3 separate regions of the Mus musculus genome follow, and regions 1 and 3 are each linked to region 2. The links are chromatin contacts, called in public HiChIP or PLAC-seq maps. All regions are on one chromosome and are shown on one strand. Each heading gives the region's core, a stretch centred on a gene start, on an enhancer-like site or on the middle of the called end of the contact. The rest is flanking DNA. Distances are from core to core; before and after follow the strand shown.

Region 1 (2,700 bases), core at 106-2,605, 220 kb before region 2:
ATGCAGGCATGATGGACTGAGTTTGAAACCCAGAACCCACTGTGAAAGGACAAAATCAATTCCTGAAAGTTGTCCTCTGGCTTACACACATGCTGTGGCATGCAGTTGCCCTCACTCAGGCACACAAGCAAAATGCATGCATACATATACACATACATACATACTATATTCAATACATATGTACATACATACATACAAACATACACATACATCCTACATACCATACATATATAATACATACATACATACATACACACAAAAAATTCATTCACACACAAATAATAAATTAAAATTTAAAAATAATAACCAAACGGAACTTGAGGGTGTTTCTGTGTTGCTTTCTTCATTTTTGAAACTGTCTATAAAAGAAAATATCTTTGTAGAAAATACAAAATGTAGTATTTACAGAGTAAAGAAGATGCAGTTGACAACTTCCAGATAAATTTTTAAGACCACAAAGTCCTGTAGCCATACCGACATTACATCTAATGTGCATGTTTGCAGTTGTTTCAGAGCAAAATAAAAAATTTTAATTGCTGAAGTCGTATTTAACTATTCAAATCCCCAGAGTGTGTGAGGATTTTTAAGTGCTGTTCATGGATGATCAGGACTGCCCTGGGGGTTCCTGTGCTAGTCTATCCCCATGCATTTCAATATCATGAAAATATATTTATGTATGGCTGCTTTACGACTTCATTCATTTTCTAAAGTACACGTAGATTGTGGTATCACTATTAAAATCTCTTCTGTAAAGACATCTGAAAACTCTAATAACACTCCCTCACTAAATCAGAGACAAGTGGAAATGACCATGGTCCTGTGACCCAGAATCACTGTTAGAGAAGCTGAAGAGAGAGATAGCTCTGTGGTTGAGAGCACTGCTGCCCTTTCAGGGGACCCGGGTTCAATTCCCAGCATACACCAGTTGACTCACCACTGTCTGTAACTCCAGTTTCAAAGCATCTGACACCCTCTTCTGGCTTCAGCAGGTCATACAAAACATGCAGGCAAACACACATACACAAAAAAATAATAAAAATCAATTTATAGCTCCAGTGGCACAATGGACCCATTGTGCAGGGTACTTAGTATGGAAACCATCAGGACAACTGCACAAGAGCATGATGGGTAGAAAACACGTCCCCTGATGGCAACTGAGTCAGTCACTTCATCTCCACTTGGAACAGTCACAATACATTTTGTTATCTTCTCAAGGAAATAAAAGCTGAGTATCACACAAAGAACTTTAAATGTCATGATTTTAATGCCATGTTGGAGTATGCTTACTGGAGAGCACAGGGCTACCTCAAGAAATTTGGGAATCTTTGTGTTTGTTCCTGTTACTTCCCACACAGTCCAGCAGGTGGTAGCCTAGGCAGGGACAAATGTCTTCCTTCTCCTTCCCCAAGTGGCAAGCAGACCCATTTGAAAACCTGGAACTGTGGCTCTGCACAATGCCTTCCCTCCTCCACACAAGAAAAGGAAGGATTTCAAAGGTTGTTTCCTGGATGGGTATTAGGGTATAGACCATCTTCCCTGAGAAGGAGACCAAACTAATACTGTGTTTACATGTGATTAATCATGCGATATTCTGAACATATTTCCTTGTCTTTGTGATTTTCAGAAATTCCTCTGATTTTATATCTCTTCGCCCTGATTTCTATGACGTGGCTTTGGGGAGGACTGCATATGGCCTACAGACACTTCTGGATGTTGGTTCTCTTTGTCATTTTCAATAGTCTGCAGGTAAGCCAAGCCTTACAGGCAATACACATTTAATGAATGCAAAGCACCAAGTGTCAATGTTCAAAACGTAAGAGTCTACATAAAGTTGAGTTTGTGTGCACAATGGCATACAACATTTTAGAGTAATATGGTAGGAGTTAAATATTTAACATTTGAATGTGGCAGAAATTACAACTTTCTTATCATGTACACATAAAAATGGAAAGTATTTACTAGTTTATTTTCAGCAATATTGAGTAACTGCAAAACTGTGTTTCTTTATGGATAGTTTTTAATCAGACGGTAACGATGGAGAAATAATCCAAATACATGGGGCATGTGTATCTACACATTAGTTCAATTGAACAGTGAATTGATGGTTAAGCAATTTCCTCTTAATGTTTAGATATAAGAAAATTTCAGTGACTAAAAGTTATATTTGACCCCTACTCAAGTCCAATAATGGCAAGTTTAAATTAATTTTAAAAATACGTTTAAGTTTTATAACTGAGGGCTATAGCTATAGCAAAAAAAATGAAAACTGACTTTCAGAGCTTTTGTGAAATGGGAAGATGTTGCATTCTAAAATTATCAAATGAAACAAATGAACACTTTTTTTCTTATTTTCCAACATGAAAAAAAAAAGCCAGACTAAAATAGTTCAATAAAATTACCCAAACTGCTTTTACATAGTCATTATTTGTTCACTGTCTTATAAAATGGATATGTGCATAAATACATATGCTGAGAATCATGCAGCTGAGATATGATTCAGTGGTAGAGCATTTACATAGCACACAGGAGGTCTATGGGTCACTACTTAGTCTTAAAAGCAGAAGAGAAGAGGAGGGGGAGACACTTTCTTTAATCAGAATACAAGGTACATGATGACATTTGATCAAAGTACATTATCTGGTTAGGAAGGGGAAGCCACAAAGTGACCTAAAAGTTTGAATCTAGAGAGTACATGGGCAC
Region 2 (2,700 bases), core at 126-2,625:
TAGTCTGTTTGAAGATGACATTATGGAACCAAACCACTTACTACTCCTCTTTTCACCTGCCAATACAGCAAAAAGTAATGTTGAGGCTACCTCCATCGCCCCCCCCCCCACCCGCTTTCCTTCTTCTATATGTCCCTACATTAAAGAAGGTACTTGGGGGCTCCTTCAAGAAAAGTTGACTCCAAAGTGAGCTCCAGTGGTCAGCCAGGGCCCCATTTCTAGAGGGCAGAGTACAGTTCTGGTATGAGGGCAACACTGTGTGGCTGCCACACACCACTTCCCCCAACCCATCTGCATACATAGGCTGAGCACTTGCTCAGACACAGGGACCCATGAGAACAAGTCCAGTGTTGCTTCACCGATTAAAGGGCTCCCATGAAGACTCATGCAGCTAGTGCCACCCTACAGACTGCCCGAGCTGCCCACAGGAAAAACTAATTACATTCAGATCGCTGGAGAGCGGTCATCCAGAATACATACCTTGCAAAAACTTAGGAACATTCAGGTTGAGTAATGGTTCAGATGGTTTGCAAATAACACATGCTCGTTTTTATGTTGCTAAAGACTCTTTGCTAGGAAACGAAACACTTGAAATTTAATCTGTAATGTTCTCAAGAGTCTTAGGCCAAACCAACTCAAGCTGTGAACGCCTTGGCTCTGGAGAGCCAGGCAAGGGTCAGGGCAGGGCAGTCCCTGGCCTGGCCTGATGCCTCCAGAATAAACCAAACAGCCACCGGAAGTGGTTTCTGGGAGTCAGTAGGTGGCACACTTCCTCTTGAGTCAGAACTGAATCACAGCTGTGAGCCGCAAAAAGGATCTTTCTTTATCCCCTACCTTTTTTCCCTGTTCCCAGCAGTCACATTATCAAACTCTATCAAATGATGTGTGCCTCGCTTAGCTTAGCATATTCCAATGAAGAAAGGGAGAAAGAAAACCATTTGGAAACAAGAAGAGGGTGGGAAATACAGAGGCCTGAACTGAACTCTGACATTGTTTCATAACTAGTCACATTCTAAGAGATGCAAAGGAAAGCTATCTGTAGGTTTCACTGGGGTCATAAGGACCCCAGTTCTCCCAGCTCCTGTCTGACCCACTTCCAGTGAGACAGTTAGCTCTCACTTACATAAGCTGTGTTGCTTAAAATGGCCCTGCTTGGCTTTTCACTTGCTGAACCTGGCATACTCCCCTGTCTGCTGGACAGCCGTCCTCGATGCTGTCCCGAGCAAGGCCTTCGGTCAGCTCTGGGTGAAATGATCCTGTTCTGAATGTACTGAATGCTGTTGGCAATGCTGTAAATTGTTTTTAGTCCCAAGGAAAAGAACTCGGCAGTTACCAACAAGTCACAAAAACAGGCATACTTTCCCCCATCTTCTCCCTAGTGTAGTTCTGGGAATGCACATATATTTAACCACATTTTTATCTGATGACCTTTATGTTAGTATTGCTTTGCTGCTTCCTTTCAAGCCAATGTATTTAGATTGATAGCATGTTTATGAACATGACTTCATAGGCCCAGGCTAAATGCCCTATGTTTGTTTGACTCCTAGAAAACTGATAATCAGCCTGGAATCAGAAATCTTAGTACAATGCTAATATCTCATGGTTCCTGCTGTAAACCAGTCCAAAGTTTAAAGAACACGTTGATTTGTGTTCAGATTCAAGATAAACAGTAATCTGTAACTGTTTATATAGTCCTATGCTTAGTATATGCAGGGCCTTGGCTGCTGTCCTCAGTAGTGTGTGTGTGTGTGTGTGTGTGTGTGTGTGTGTGTATTTATGTATGAGTGTAAATGTGTGGGAGTGTGTGTGTGAGTCAGTATACAGGTGTGAGTGTGTTATGAGTGTGTGTGTGTGTGTGTGTGTGTGTGTATTTATGAATGAGTGTAAATGTGTGTGAGTGTGTGTGTGAGTCAGTATACAGGTGTGAGTGTGTTATGAGTGTGTGTGTGTGTGTGTGTGTGTGAGAGAGAGAGAGAGAGAGAGAGAGAGAGAGAGAGAGAGAATAAAGGGATCTGTGGAGTTGTGGGACCTTGCATAAGTCTCTGAACCTGTCTGAGCCTTCACTTCCTCAGTCTGCACAACAGGTTTCTAACACAAGGGTAGTCTTACTATGAGAACTGCAAGCTTTTCCATAGTGCCCAGGACAGCTCTTGTTTATGCTCAGTCTTTAAGATCAGTTTGTGCTTGTTCTCTTTATTTACAACATCTTTTCGCTGGGAGATATGAACAGCATTTGGACAAACGTGGGCATGCCAAGTCCCGTCTTGCCCAATGACATCATTTACATCCAGCTCCTGTAGCAATTTCATCCACAACACCTGCAACACATGTGACATCAAGTGGCATGTTGGACTCCTTCACAGACTGGTGGGGAAGTGAGCCAGGCAGTTTTCAAAGCCAAAGGCAGCTGTCTGGGCTGGACTGCACTGCCTGTGGATGGCAAGCTAATGGGAAAGGAGTCCTCATCTGACACATGGAAAGGAGTGCCTAAAGGACCAGTTGGGAGCGGGGCAGGGGGGGGGGGTGCAGAGCCAGCAGCAGCAGCAGCAGCAGAACTCATAGCAGCTAGATCTGGCACAGCCAGGTCAAACCAGGCAAAGGCTGGCCATCAGGGAGAAACAGACATTGCCATGAGAACTGAAAAGCCCTTCAGAAATTCGCATCTCCTGCATTTCCTTGATGCCTCTCTGCATTTGCTCC
Region 3 (2,700 bases), core at 40-2,539, 170 kb before region 2:
ACAAACAAACAAAACGTAACTAAGAGCACTGAGCATTTCCTCTTTCTAAGAACTTGCGATTGAATAGATTTCCTTAAAATACCAAATGCTAGCTGGGCGTGGTGGGGCATGCCTTTAATCCCAGCACTCGGGAGGCAGAGGCAGGCAGATTTCTGAGTTCGAGGCCTGCCTGGTCTACAAAGTGAGTTCGAGGACAGCCAGGGCTATACAGAGAAACCCTGTCTCGAAAAACCAACCAACCAACCAACCAAAAAAACAACAAATGTTTGAGATTAAGAGAACTTAATTCTGATGATGCCACCTTGTCCTGCCCTATCTCTGGAGGCAGGAGAGTTGCAGGGCTCTACATGGAAGCCTGAAGTGTCACTCAGCCAGGATCCTTTATAGCTTGATGAAATTGGAGAAAGATCTCAGAAGAGAGTCCAACACAGCCAAGCCACGTTCCACTTCCTGTCTTAGCCAGTTCTGTCTTGTCACTTCTTGTTAAACATGTGAACTGAAGCTCGGGACTGACAGACATGATGGAGCGAACAGCTGAACTCCCTTTGCTTGCTTCACGCTGAACACACTAGAGACCTGTCTCAGTAGTTAAACCTGCGTTTGCTCCCTACCACCCACAAGGCAACTCAAACCCCTGTGACTCCAGTTCTAAGGGATTCAAGCGCCTCTGTGGGTTTCTGCATGCACTTGATGCAAAGAAAATCATGTAAGGAAATAAATAATAACAAATGAAAACAAATAATAATAAACTAATAATAAATAATTCTTTAAAAAGAGAGTAATGAGCATATGTAATCCTTTAAACTATGGATGATTTCCTTTGTGGCTCACAGAACATTGATTAATAAGTTTTTATTCCTGGGTCAAAAGAAATACAGAATGGATCTTAATTTTATAGTCAATCCAACTGTAAATAAGTTAAAGACTCTTAAAAGCATTTTCATGATTATAGAAGGACCATGAAAATAATCAAAACAGCAACTCATAGACACAATTAGCTTCCCTGTAAACCTGCCATCTGTAAATGACAGGAAGTATAGATAGCTGGTGTTTATGAACCTGATGCTTGGTGGGGGTCAAATATTGTTTTATTTGTGAGCAGTCTGAGAGCAGGAATCATGCTCCTTTATCCATGCATCCCAGGGCCCGGCAGTGTAGACTGTGACCGCAACATTCTACAAACGGAGAATCCAGGTGCTTTGTTGAAATTGCTGCACACAACACTGTAGTGGGACCCTGCACACAGCGTGCAGTACTTGGAAGGGGAACTTGTTTTTCCTCTGAGGTCAGAAACCTCCACAGCTGAATACTTTGGATAATGCAGGCCCCCTTTCTATATTTGCACAGCTTGGCCGAGACCAAGCAAGAGTCAATTTAAGCATAATCTGCATTTAAACATTCTTTCCTTTTTATTTTAACCATGTTTGTGTTTCCTGGAGCACATCTAAAAGTCTCAAAATATTTGCCATGTACTTCTATGCTTTTAAGAACAAAAACAATGCAGTTTTTGAGTGTAGCTATGTTCAGCAGGCAGAACATTTCCTGGCGCATGAAAGGCTCGATATGAAAACAAGCAGGAGAGGCTGCAGAGCTTTAACAGATGGTCTTCAGAGATGGGTTTTAAAGCATGAGGTTTGTTTCCTTATCCAGCTTTTAACCTGACACATCTCAACACTTCCAGTGACCTCGAAATAAATCAGGAACATTGCACAACATTTAAGGCTGACACTTTAATTTTTTTCCTGTTTTGTCTATTGCTGTGGCCAATGTAATTAGGTCACAGTCATGTGAAAAGTTAGTTGTATAAGAAAAAATGTTGGATGAGCATGGGTGTTTTCAGGAAGACTTTGTTTCTATTAATGTGCACACTATCATTTGTACTTGAAACCAATTCACTGGGCCTACATCTTTTGGAATATTAATATGCTCTCCAAAAACAGACAAGCCTGAATCAAAGGGAAATGTGTGTTTCTGCTTGCTCTGATGTGACAAGTACAACAATGAGGAGTTTTGTTTTGTTTTTGTGTGTTTAGCATGCACACCACTGCTTTTTAAATGCTCTTAGTTATAGAGACCAGCTGAAAAGGTGTCACCCTAGTAGAAAGAGAAGAGTCTAGACTCTCACACGCCTCCAAAGACAGCCATGTATAGCATAGCACCTTGTCCTCTCAGGTCCTGTATGTAAAAGCTAATTCTGACTGGGGGGGGGGGGCTGTGGTGATTGCTAAGAAGTGTAGACAGTTCGGGTACAGTTGTACAGCTGGTACAGTTCCAATTGCTTCAATACTCGAGAGATGATGGGAACCATGGGGACAGCACATTTTACAAATGCTGACACTTGTTGATGTTTTCAGAAAAACTTTTACATTAATTCTATTTATTCTTTAATTAGCTGAGTATCTTTATTTTTATCTTTGTGGATTCAAAATTTTAGTGACAAATTCTTATATGCATTCAAATTTTAAACACCAAGAAATATTTAAAAAAAAACACAATTTAAGGTATCTTATTGTCTAAATGAAATTGTCAGAATCACTAGGCTTTGAACAGTAGTCTTACAGTAAGTACAGCACGTGTGGAAAACATGAAGGAAGAAGGGTGTAATGAGCAGAACTCGAACAGAAAGGCAGTGTCCTTCTTTGTGACGGAAGCAGAGTAATTATCAAGAGTTCAAGTATGTTGTGAGGAATTTGAAGGGCT

What was found. HiChIP or PLAC-seq counts read pairs in DNA pulled down with a chosen protein or histone mark.
Region 1: a contact with region 2 is called in an H3K27ac HiChIP or PLAC-seq map of heart atrium, with 5 times the contacts expected there. The contact joins the enhancer-like site here to the promoter of 5430425K12Rik in region 2. A contact is called at or near these places in 1 of 39 promoter capture datasets (the 3T3-L1 cell line), 10 of 484 Hi-C or Micro-C datasets (Sertoli cells, bone marrow-derived macrophages, brown adipocytes and 4 more) and 5 of 115 datasets of contacts at active chromatin or transcription factors (PVALB interneurons, astrocytes, fibro-adipogenic progenitors and 2 more).
Region 3: a contact with region 2 is called in an H3K27ac HiChIP or PLAC-seq map of heart atrium, with 5 read pairs. The contact joins the enhancer-like site here to the promoter of 5430425K12Rik in region 2. A contact is called at or near these places in 2 of 484 Hi-C or Micro-C datasets (nephron progenitors and uterus) and 3 of 115 datasets of contacts at active chromatin or transcription factors (heart atrium, microglia and pancreatic cancer cells).

What each region holds. Positions count from the first base shown.
Region 1 is chr13:81,154,201-81,156,900 of GRCm38.p6, reverse strand. Adgrv1 (adhesion G protein-coupled receptor V1) reads left to right here. Exons shown (of 90, transcript NM_054053.4): 87 at 1,625-1,746. Among named protein-coding and RNA genes, the nearest start is that of Gm32639, 52 kb to the right of the region's middle. Within about 2 kb of position 1,355, at least 10 of the 459 cell types and tissues checked have an H3K27ac peak or open chromatin away from gene starts, as enhancers often do. A contact at or near this core is called in bone marrow-derived macrophages and heart atrium, where this site is marked.
Region 2 is chr13:80,939,078-80,941,777 of GRCm38.p6, reverse strand. It overlaps 5430425K12Rik (RIKEN cDNA 5430425K12 gene), which reads right to left and starts at 1,375. Exons shown (of 5, transcript NR_103550.1): 1 at 1,124-1,375; 2 at 481-572.
Region 3 is chr13:81,107,685-81,110,384 of GRCm38.p6, reverse strand. All of the region lies in intron 87 of Adgrv1 (adhesion G protein-coupled receptor V1), which reads left to right. All of the region lies in intron 2 of Gm32639 (a long non-coding RNA gene), which reads right to left. Among named protein-coding and RNA genes, the nearest start is that of Gm32639, 5.3 kb to the right of the region's middle. Within about 2 kb of position 1,289, at least 21 of the 459 cell types and tissues checked have an H3K27ac peak or open chromatin away from gene starts, as enhancers often do. A contact at or near this core is called in heart atrium and uterus, where this site is marked.